Linked DNA regions of Mus musculus: regions 1, 3 and 4 are each linked to region 2. Evidence: chromatin contacts called from public promoter capture Hi-C data. All regions are on one chromosome and are shown on one strand. Each heading gives the region's core, a stretch centred on a gene start, on an enhancer-like site or on the middle of the called end of the contact. The rest is flanking DNA. Distances are from core to core; before and after follow the strand shown.

Region 1 (2,700 bases), core at 174-2,673, 1.1 Mb after region 2:
TTGGAGTGAAGTCCTACCAACCAGTGAGGGACTCTCCATTCAAGCTTCATTCATTTCAACTCAACGTTGCCCTGCCTCTACTCTGAGGTAGCCATTATCCTCTGTAACTATTTTGATTGGTGTCTGTTTTGACCCCCACCCCCGCCCCAAAGAGGAGGAAGAGGAGGCAGCCATGGGCTTTCTACAGTCCATGATCTAAGAATACATACTACATATTTTAATGTTACAAAAAAAAAAGAAATCTCATTTTGAAGAATATTTCCTGACTCATGCAATAAGAAAATTTACTTTCACTGCCCATATAAAGCTGAAATACAGCACTGCTCAATTCAGTTTCTTTCATTGTCTATGTCTACTTTCACACCACACTAGGAAAGCTGATCGATCAGCTATGCTTAAAATGCAGAATTTTTTTTTTCCCAGATAAGATAGGTGAGGCAAATGCCTACATGTGTCTACGTGGGCATTTGGAGAGAGGACTACTGTTAGGGAAATACTACTTTGAATTGGCTAGCGTCATCCCATGGGTTGGGACTCTATGCTCCCTGCTGTTAGGAACTGATACCTTTGAAACTCAGGGCCAAAATAAACCCTCACTCCTTTAAGTTGTGTGTGTCAGGTCTTTTGGTTACAGTGATTAAAAATACTAAAATGTAAACTATTGACACTGTCTTGGCCAGCGCTCCATTCTCAGAGCCTGGTCTCTATCCTGTGAGAAATCACGGCAGCTTGAACAAACCTTCCCTGTCTCCCAAGACTTTTTAGCTGAAGGGCAGGCTGCCATACTTCTGGCTGGCTTCTTTCCTAAGACCTGTAAAAGAGGACTTTAGAATCTAGTAAGGAGCGAAGTGCCCGGAAAACAGGACTGTTTCACTCATCTTGAAATACATAGCCCTATACAGTTGGAAGATTTAAGTGTTATGGGGGTTTTATTAAGAAGAAATTAAATAGTTCTACAAGCGACTTAATACAGTGCTGGGTGTGCAAGAATGTTGAATGGAGGGTTGTCCTCCCTCCTCGGTTTTCCTTCCTGTAACAAGAATAAAACTACCATCTTAATTCTGATGTATGAAATTTCCAAAGATTTAATAAATATTTTTAGAAACCAACCACCATCTTTTACAGGTATAAAGTGTGCCTTGTGGAAAAGCTTTGCACGCCACAAACTATGCAAATGGGTAGATCCAAGTTCTAATATGTTAATGGAGTAGCTTCCCCTGGGGCTGGAAAACATCCTGTTCCACCAGAGGGGCCTAGACTCCGGGAAAATTCAGGAACGTTCTTGGGGCGTGGCCACCGCCGTCCCGTGGGCGGGGCGGGTCCGGGGCGAGGCCTCCCTTTTGGCGCACTGCACGTTGGGACCGCACGGGGGCGCCGCGGGTTGCTCCGCTCTACCAATCGTGGAGCATCCGAGTAGGCGACGGCTTACTTCCGCGTCCGGGCCCGGCTGCGTTGGGCGGCTGCGCCCAGGGACTGGCGGCCGCAGGTCAGTAAGCAGTCGCCGCTCCGCCCGCCGGTGTGGAGGAACCGGGCTCCGGGTGGGTGGCGGGCCCCGAAGCCTTGCGGGGCATCCTGAGGGAGGCCCCGGCCGGCCTCTCTGATGAAACGGGCGCTTTGGGTACCAGGCTTCGTTGTAGACCGAATTGGGGTCCGCTGGCCCAGGAAGACTTTGGCGGGGCCTGGTGATTCCCCATCTTTCCCGGTTTTGTCCAGCCGTGGCGAAGGGGCGTGAGCCCCATGAGCTGTGTTTCTCAAAAGTGTAGTCGGCGCCCGTCCCCACCTCTCAGACTTTGTGAATCAGACCCTGATGTGGCCGGGAGTCTGCCTTTTCAGCAGACATCCTCGACGGTTTGGTGCATCGTGCGGGAACCCTGCCTTCTCACAACAGAGTCCTCAGTGGGTGCATCGAGGAGTGTCATCACGGGGCCTGGCCTTGGGCTGCGGTCCCCAAATGGCAGCTGATAGTCAGTGAAGGGCCTAAACCAGGTGGAAGTTGTGTTAAAGGGATGGTCTGTGGGAGCATCCGTGAGAACCTGAAGCTGGCCCTTCTGGTTCACCTGGCTGCCCTGGGTTGTGACAGGCTCCACTGCTTATTATCAGGCAAGTCTGTGTAGACACCACACACATCAGTGAATTTTTTGCCCCTAGTGTTCTGTGTTAGTAGGGACAGTAAAATTTGTATGATAAAGTTTTTCTATGAATTAGGTAATGTTTCTTCACAGTGTCAGATACACAATAAGCATTCAGTAAATGGAGATTACTAAGAATGGCAGTGCCTTTGCTTTTATTGGGCTTATGGACAAAATAAAAATTAAAAAAAAATAGAGATTTAAACACATGGTGTAAGATCTGTATGAGAGTTTGTTGTGCAGGGGTACCAATTCCGCGCAGAAAGATCTTGCAAGAGATGAATCTTTATGTACGAACATGAGAAAATTCTAGAGAGCAGGTGTCTGTGAACAGTGTGAACCAGTTGGTTGCTCTGCTTCATGATTGGTTAGAGTGCTACTTCCAGGACTTTAAGGCAGCAGGAGGTCACGCCAGTAAGTGTTTTTGGAGGCCTGGACCTTGTTGGGTTCCTAATGAATTTTGTCTATTGTCCTTTTCTCAGATTCATAATGGCATATGGTGAAGTTGGTGTCTGTGGGGAAGGATTTTAGTTGATCATTTAGTAACACTGAATTGGCATGGATTCAGTTG
Region 2 (2,700 bases), core at 135-2,634:
CCATTGAAAACAGCAGTGTTTGACCCATTAGAACTGCGACTATGAAGTCCTTATTGTATAGCTATAAATAGCATCCTATACATATACAGAGCTACTCATTTGGCTCTCAGGCATTTTCCCGATGTTTCCCCATATGAGCTAATGGCAGGTATGTGACAATGTTGTCACTGAATGTGAGCATTTTATAGATTTCATATGGTGTTTTGTAAGATGTAACTCTTCTAAATAAACCAGTCTACTTAATGACAAACTGTATTTTACTTTGTAAAATATTTTCTTATTTCTGTTTATATTTTACAAAAGTGCCTAGTTGACTAACTAAGCTAAGAGCGGTTAACAAGTACACATTTATCTAATAAGGAAACCTATGACACTGTTATTTCCAAATCAGCAAAGTGGACTAGTCCTGGAGCCTGTATATGAGCTCCAAAACGAGGATGTTGATACAGTCTTGGTCTCCCTAGATCCGAAGCTCCACTGCACCCATGTCTGTTCATCTTCTTTATATCCACACTTCCCTCCATTCTACCTATTTTAAACTATAACTGTTCCCACTGAAGGAACTATCAGAACTGAACATTCAGATTATACTCCTAGGCCTACAGGGAATCTAGGAAACTGGGCAGGCCAGTGAAAGAGATCCTCGCTGTTTCAGTCATACAGATCTCCCTCCAGGCAGCACCCTGGCAGACGGGAACCAGGTGGGGGACGCCGGCCTCTCCAGGCTCCGCAAAGCCGCCTCCTCCCACAAGTCCCCGGAGGCCGGGCGTCGCGGGAAGCCGGCCTCGGGCTCCGGCGGTTGCGCCTAGGGAGGCCCGCGGGAAAGCATCATGAGGGACGACTCAGGGCCTCCGCTGGAGGAGGACCAAGCGGTGAGCGACGAGGGGCGCCTGGCCCGGAGTGTGGCGAAGTGGAGGTGTCCTAACCAGCAGTGACCACCGCCGAGCCGGGAATCTGGGGACAGCACTGCCCGAGGGGTGCGGCGGGGGCGGACCGGGGCTGTACATCAGGGCGGGCCCCGCAAAAGGCGATCAGGTCCACCCAACATCCGGGCGCCCTAGTCAGCGTTGCCATGGCGACGCCTCCGGGCGGCTCTCGGTCAGAGAGGAGGATGTTCCGGTGGGGAGTTTGAATACGAGTCTGGTCCCGCCGTGCCCACCCCCACGCAAACCACGATGACCTCCCGGGAAACTGTGGGTGAACCCCCTCCGCTCCTGGGGACGCCGGCCGACGCTGAGGTTTTCCTAGTTCGAAGGGGTCAGATTGGGTTCGGCTCCGGTAGCCCCAATACCTCCCGTGGGACGGGTGGGGACGCTCCGGGCCCAGCAGCCATGAGGCGCAGCCCGATGACGCTCTGCGCCTGCGCGCCTGGGCAGGAGGGGCGGGGCGGGCCGGACCGGGGCGGGGCGGGCGGCTGTGGTGCCCTGAGCTCTGCTGCGGTCCCTGGAGACGTGATGGGGAAGAAGCAGGTGGTTAGCGAGCCTCAGGTACTTTTGAGCTGTTGGGAATTTAGTCTCCGCCTGTTCAGCGGTTCTTCTTTTGAGGGGCTTAGAGGTGCGGTTTCTAGATGGGTGAGATGGTTCATTTTTGCGGGACTTTTGAAATACCAAGAGGACTGGGTCCCACTTTCATAGCATCTTGAGAATAGTAGTGCTTTTGTAGGACCACCATTCTATTCCAGTTGTCATTTTGACTGCTGGATTCCATTAGGACATCGTCAGTGTCCTAATTTTGTAGCATTCTCACGAATTTGTTTGAGTGAATACAACCATGGATTGCGAAATGGGACAAGCAAGAATATCTAAAATGTGAGCCTTTGGAATCAGTGCCTTCCATAAGCAGCATGAAATACCCGAGCTAATAAATCGACGTCTAGGCACTGCTCTTAGAGATCAATTCTTTTAAAGGTGTATTTGTAGCCGGACAGTGGTGGCGCACGCCTTTAATCCCAGCACTTGGAAGGCAGAGGCAGGTGGATTTCTGAGTTCAAGGCCAGCCTGGTCTATAGAGTGAGTTCCAGGACAGCCAGGGCTATACAGAGAAACCCCGTCTCAAAAAAACCAAAAAAAAAAAATGTATTTGTTTTGAGTGTTTTGCCAATATATGAACCACTTGTGTGCCTGTTGCTCACAGAAACCTGAAGAGGCTGTCCATTTCCCTGGAACTGGAATTACTGGTGCTTTGTGGGTGCTGGGAACTAAACCCAGGTCTGCTGCATGAGCAGTAACTGCTCTTAATGGCTAAGCCATCTATTTTGAAAATTTTCAGAATGCTTAACTAATGCTTCCTGAGCTTGCAAGCAGGACTTTTCTTAAGTAAGAACAGGGTAAACTACACCAGCCCCAAATACTTCCTGTTCTAAAATATGTTACCTATTTCTATTTAAAGTAACTTAAAAAAAAAGCATGTTACTCTGTGGCATAAAACCTTAGTTGGCTTCCTAGTTAATAGAACTAAATCCGTATTCCTTCTGCTAGTCTGCGAGGTCATAGTTAATCTGACGTCTGCCTTCTGTCCTGTGTCACTGGTTTCTGCCTGGCTGCTCTTTACCTGGAGCCCTTCATGCCCTGTCTTTCTTGAAAGCCTTAACATGTGCTCCTCATTCCCTGTAAATTTGGCACCTTTGTCAGGAAGGGCTCAGCTCAGATAACATCAAAGAGGCTTTCCCTAAGTAAAACATCACTCTTCATTCCTTATATA
Region 3 (2,700 bases), core at 188-2,687, 1.1 Mb after region 2:
CACTCTGCTCCTTGCTCTGAGTCCACAGAACAATCTCAGTGTTCCTTTTATGTCCATCACAAAAATCCCTAGATTCCACAAGATTCCTCATTATCTTTACCTTCCTCACCCTAACTGCCCTCCAACTCTTCCCAACCCGGAAGCGGTCCTATAGTAGGCTACAAAGTGACCTAGTCAGGTACCTGCAATTCTCAATCTATACATAGTCTGCAGATCTAGTATAAGGATCCAATGAAAAGATTCTTATTTATCTAGGCATCCCTAACGCCATCACAAACATCTTCACGGAGAAGAGCAGAGATTAGGGTAATGCTGACAGGCAGAAGTTTCTATTAAATGTGTTTTCTGCTGAACTCTTAGTGCCTGGCACATAGCAGCTCCTTGGATAAACATTTCTAATAGAAATATATATGAACACATGAAAGAACTTCTCAGTAGAAAAAAAATCTGCCCAATGTTGAAATGGTCATGTTTGAAAGCATTGAGCAGATGTGGAAAGCTGTTAAGCAAATGACCGAGAAGATGGTTGGGGGCGGGGGGCGAATTTCTGCAACGGGGAGGAAGTTCACTAGGAACGTTTCAACAGTAAAGTTCAACTGTTCTAAAGTTTCGCCCCCCCCCCCCACCAAAAACAAACAAACAAACCATAAAACCGCAGGGAAGCTGGTAGGCTAATTGCAGGTTTTCACCTCACAATCTGAGCAGGGAAACAAGGAGGCTAGCTGCAGATCTTCAACTTTCCCTCCAGTCCAATCCCCCGTCTCATCCACAGCCCTGTGGCAGACCTTCTACTGTGACCTCTTCTCATTCTTTGATCCCACTTCTGAGGGGGGCGGGAATAAACAGATCCTGATGACACACCCTGCTTTCCTCCCTCCTGTGGACCCCCATGCCACGCCCTAGCATATAGCACATCTCCATTTCTAAGTGTCAGCTCCCAATACCCAGATCCCGGCCAAGCTATTAGTTCTCTGTTCGAAACAAGCCTGGCAGAAGCCCTACCCTGGAGATGCGTGTAGGTGCATCCTTACCTACACGAAAGCAGCCGTTTCAGACCTGGTCACAAGGACCTAGATCCCTTTCCCTCCAGGTACTGACCTGAAAACTAGTGGCGACCCCTCGCCCAGCTGGGAGCTCAAAGTCAGAACAGAGGTTACCGCCCCGATCCGAAGGCGGCTCCGCGTCCCGGCTCCGCGTCCCGGCCCTGCAAGCCGACGCGCGGCGGCGAGGACTGAGGCGCCAGGAGTGGCTACCGAGAAGGGTTCCGGCTTCGCAGGCCTTGCTGGCCGCGCTGGCCTCGTCCACGCCTACCAGCGACCCCTTCAGCTGTGGGTGCCCACACTTGCCAGGGAAGCGCGACAATCCGCGAAGACCAGGATTCAGGTTTAAACTGCGCGGCAGTTAGCGTTTATGCTCCAGCCAATCAGATTCCGAGAAGGCGGCGCAAAGATGCGCTGCCACCCGGAAGTGGAAGACGGAAGGGGCGGGACGTACTGGAGAGGGTCGAGTGGGCGTGGCTGGGTGAGCCGGGCGGGCTGCAGCGAGCGTGAAAAGGTTCTCCTTGCCTCTCTGAGCTTCTGGTAGCCATTTCCACCAGCCCTGACAGAGAGGGCCATTCACCACGGATAAAGGGACACTCTGAGGGTTGGCAGGCACCTCTAGTCCTTCGCAGGGCTTTGTGTTGTTCACTGTGTGATTATTTGTCTGCATCCAGTTTCTGCATTCTTGCCTTCCAATTGTGATCCTTGCTTCTTTACACTTCACTTAAAAGCCTTTCTCAATTTTGCACTTGGAAGTGCTGCAATGATACTCCATTTTAGCAGAGTACACAGAGTGGCATTTTAAACTATTTCAACTATATTTTAAAATGTGTTAGTCTTATTTTTCAAGTCAGTTTGGTTCTTTTTACAAAAGGTTAATAATAATATATATATGTAGAATTTCGAGAAACGATATTTTAAAAAACTGCTCTGTTCCATCATATTAAAAATACAAATAGAAGCCAGGCAGTGATGGTGCATACCTTTAATACCAGCACTTGGGAACCTTTAATACCAGCACTTGGGAGGCAGAGGCAGGCAAATTTCTGAGTTCGAGGCCAGTCTTGTCTACAGAGTGAGTTCCAGGACAGCCAGGGCTACACAGAGAAACCCTGTCTTGAAAAACCTAAATAAATAAATAAATACTACAAATATGGCATTTAGAGGTCATGAGCATTTGTTGCAAAGGACCCAGGTTTAGTTATCAGCACTCACATGGTGGCTCACAGCCATCTGTAACTCCAATTCTGGGGAATCTTATGTCCTCTTCTGGCCTCTGCAGGCACCAGATATGCATATGGTGTACATACATACATGCATGCGTACATTCGGGCAAAATATACATATAAAATAATAAATCTTTTAAAAAGAACCTTGTCATCCCTAGGTGGGGCAGTCTCTGGATGGCCTTTCCTTCATTCTCTGCTCCACACTTTGCCTCTGTATTTCCTCCTGTGAGTAGCCTGTTTCCCCTGCTAAGAAGCACTGGAGCACTTTGGTCTTCCTTCTTCTTGAGCTTCATGTGGTCTGTGAATTGTATCTTGGGTATTCTGAGCTTCTGGGCTAATATCTACTTGTCAGTGAGTGTGTACCATGTGTGATCTTTTGTGACTGGGTTACCTCACTCAGGTTTTCTAGTTCCATCCATTTGTCTAAGAAT
Region 4 (2,700 bases), core at 100-2,599, 1.7 Mb after region 2:
AGGCATGAAGTAGTTGGTCACAAGTCGCAGGAAGCAGAAGCAACACACTTGTTTTCAATCTGGGAATAAAGGCACCAAAATGAGATTTTCTTGAACCTAAATTTGGGTTTTTGCTAGTTTCCATTAGCAGTCAACTAGTCAAGTCAACTGATTTGAGAGAAAACAGCAAGAGAAAATAGATTTTTTGGTGTATCATTTTAAAGCACCAATTTCAAAACAATAACAGTTTTCTAGTATGAGGAAACCATCTAGCTATATTCTAACTTGAATATCTACCCTAGTGCTAACAACGCTCTGGGATAATTGATTTTCAATGTAAATGCCAACTGTATCTGCGCTGTCCAACGGGGTACAAGCAAGTCACCTGTGGTGACTCAACACTTGGCAATACAACTAGTGAGACAGAGAACGCTGCCTTTTCATTTTAACTTGTTCAGATACTCTCACGCGGCTAATGTATCCACTGCACGATGCAGTTTTACATTAAAACCCAGCTTCCAGGACAGCTTCAGCAAAGACGTATGTCTGCAGCTATAAAAACCAGTAACAGGAAGCACACAGATGAGTTGAATTCAAATGGGCCTCTCAGTATCATTAGCATTCTTGACGATTGCATCCCTTCCACTGCTGTGTTTTAGGGTTACTGGAAAGGTCACTTTAGCAACGGATGTATTTTATTTGGTCAGTCAGCGTTTTCTAAACAGTCCAGTGCCCAGCACACACACAGTCCTCTGAGAGCAGGCTGGAGCTGTGCGTGGCTGTCCCACTCCCTGTCGCGCCTCTCCTTCCACCCAGTGGCACCTGGACTGACAGCCGCTCTCTGGAGACCGTGGCCCTCCAAGGCCCCTTCCCCGGATGGGGCTCTGGCAGGAACGGGGGCGCGCCCCGCACCCCCATCGTATGAGAACCCGTGTGGGCGTGTCGGGGAGGCCTGGCCCCGCGTTACCTGCACGTCCCCAGGGAAGTAGAGGACGTGGTGCCGCTGCTCCGGGGAATCTCCTTCCCGGGATGTCAGCAGGAGCAGTTCGTTGCTGCGCTGCGGGTCGGAGCCCGGCACCGTGGAGCGCTGCAGACGGTGGCTGTCCTCCGGGGAGCCCCGCTCACCGCCGCCCGGGTTCATGGCTCGGGTCTGCAGGCGGGACGCGGAGTCTCCGGAAGCGAGCAGCGGCCGCAGCAGCAGCAGCACCAGCGCGGGGGACCGCAGACGCCGCGACCCCAGCATGGGCTCGAGCCGCCAGGGCCGCTCACCCGGCAGCGAGGGCGGGGCCTCGGCTGCCCAACGGCTTCGGTCGCCGTGACGTCAGCACGCCGCGTGCGTCCGGAGGGAGGGGGAGCGGAGGGCGCGGCTGGAGGAAGGACGTTTGTGGTTGGCGGACTCAGCCCCGGCCGGGAAGTTCGAACGGACGTGGAAGAGCCCGCAGGTTGGGCCCATGCACAGCAGCAGCTGCTCAGGGTCAGAGTTTCCTCGGGTTCTGTATAAAAGCTTTGGTAGGTTCATCCTCACGGTGAAGATGTGTCTTTGTTAATTTAGTCCAAGGTAAAGAAGAATGGTTCTGAAAGTCTTGTACTTGCTCAGAATGAAAAGAATCCCCTATGTCCCGAAGTTACCTAGTTAGGGAATTTCTGGCTCCACACCAAGTCTAGCACATTCCTAGTTGGTAGAGAGAGAGAGCTGGACACTTACCTTAGGGAAGATAGAGAAAAGGCCTACTTGTTCACACATTTACTGTAGGGGTGTTTACAGCTTATCGAATTTCCGATTTAGGGTTTTGAAACCACGTTGAAAAGTATAGGAAAGTCGTGGAAATAGCAACTTCTTACTTAAAGTTGTGTAGAAATAGGACTGGGCCAAATTTATGCTAAAGGTGGGAAAAGTGAATCTTGTTTTAACATTGTGTGTGCACATCGGACACGCACATGCATCTGTTTGCTGCTGTGGGCTTGAAGTGACTTTGGGTGTAAAGGAGATTCCTGGAAAGAAGTTGAAACTTGAAGTTTCTGCAGGAGTGATTAGCTGATTAGAACTTAAATGACTGGGGAGAAATTATGTTGTAAGTTCAAACCCTGATTAAAAATTATCTTGAGCTGTCTTTCGCTCTTTTAATTAATAGCCTTTCCTAGCTAACCTGTGTACCTAAACAGCCAGCATACTAGTGAGTATCAGATGAAACCTTTGAAATGTATTAGCTTAGCTTCCACCAGCCCAGAAGCTAAGACTTATATTAGAGGCCTATAGCAGAAATTTTCTGTCTGTTATCTTATTTTCAAAGTCTTAAATTATATAATATTTTCTATTTTGATACTGTAAAACTTGAGCTAACTGATATGTGGCTCATCTTTAAGGTGAGAGCAGTTTTTTTGTATCACAGTACATTCCTCACACTCCATCTTTTAAAATTTTTTATTGATTAGTTTATTGTTTGACAGCATCTTGCTGAACCTGAAGCTCATGGATTAGGCTAGACTGGGCTAGCCAAGAAGCCCCCAATGGTTTGCCTGTTTCTAACTTCCCAGCTACTGGGTTCTCTGTTTTGTGGATGCTGGGGATCCAATTCAGCCCCCATGCTTTGGGGAAAGAGGCAGGCACCTTACCAACTAGGTCATATCCCAAGCCTTATTCTAATTTTAAATTTCTTGTATTTGTTAACAAAGTATAATTGCTCTGTACATTTTCTTAGTGTCTTTATAGAGGTATGCTTT

The links. Promoter capture Hi-C pulls out the DNA fragments that hold promoters and counts their contacts.
Region 1: a promoter capture Hi-C map of pre-B cells shows a contact between it and region 2, with 4 times the contacts expected there. The contact joins the promoter of Kctd18 here to the promoter of Tmem237 in region 2.
Region 3: a promoter capture Hi-C map of pre-B cells shows a contact between it and region 2, with 2.0 times the contacts expected there. The contact joins the promoter of Sgo2a here to the promoter of Tmem237 in region 2.
Region 4: a contact with region 2 is called in a promoter capture Hi-C map of pre-B cells, with 2.1 times the contacts expected there. The contact joins the promoter of 4930558J18Rik here to the promoter of Tmem237 in region 2. A contact is called at or near these places in 1 of 39 promoter capture datasets (pre-B cells), 1 of 484 Hi-C or Micro-C datasets (muscle stem cells) and 1 of 9 other capture datasets (liver).

Annotation. Positions count from the first base shown.
Region 1 is chr1:57,968,807-57,971,506 of GRCm38.p6, reverse strand. Kctd18 (potassium channel tetramerisation domain containing 18) reads left to right here and starts at 1,423. Exons shown (of 7, transcript NM_001159864.1): 1 at 1,423-1,486.
Region 2 is chr1:59,118,490-59,121,189 of GRCm38.p6, reverse strand. Tmem237 (transmembrane protein 237) reads left to right here and starts at 1,384. Exons shown (of 13, transcript NM_001037812.3): 1 at 1,384-1,487. The coding sequence starts at 1,455. It overlaps Mpp4 (membrane protein, palmitoylated 4 (MAGUK p55 subfamily member 4)), which reads left to right. Exons shown (of 22, transcript NM_145143.3): 22 at 1-255.
Region 3 is chr1:57,994,711-57,997,410 of GRCm38.p6, reverse strand. It overlaps Sgo2a (shugoshin 2A), which reads right to left and starts at 1,437. Exons shown (of 9, transcript NM_199007.2): 1 at 1,099-1,437.
Region 4 is chr1:57,376,193-57,378,892 of GRCm38.p6, reverse strand. 4930558J18Rik (RIKEN cDNA 4930558J18 gene) reads left to right here and starts at 1,349. Exons shown (of 4, transcript NR_037999.1): 1 at 1,349-1,488. 1700066M21Rik (RIKEN cDNA 1700066M21 gene) reads right to left here and starts at 1,273. Exons shown (of 2, transcript NM_028546.1): 1 at 947-1,273. The coding sequence starts at 1,222.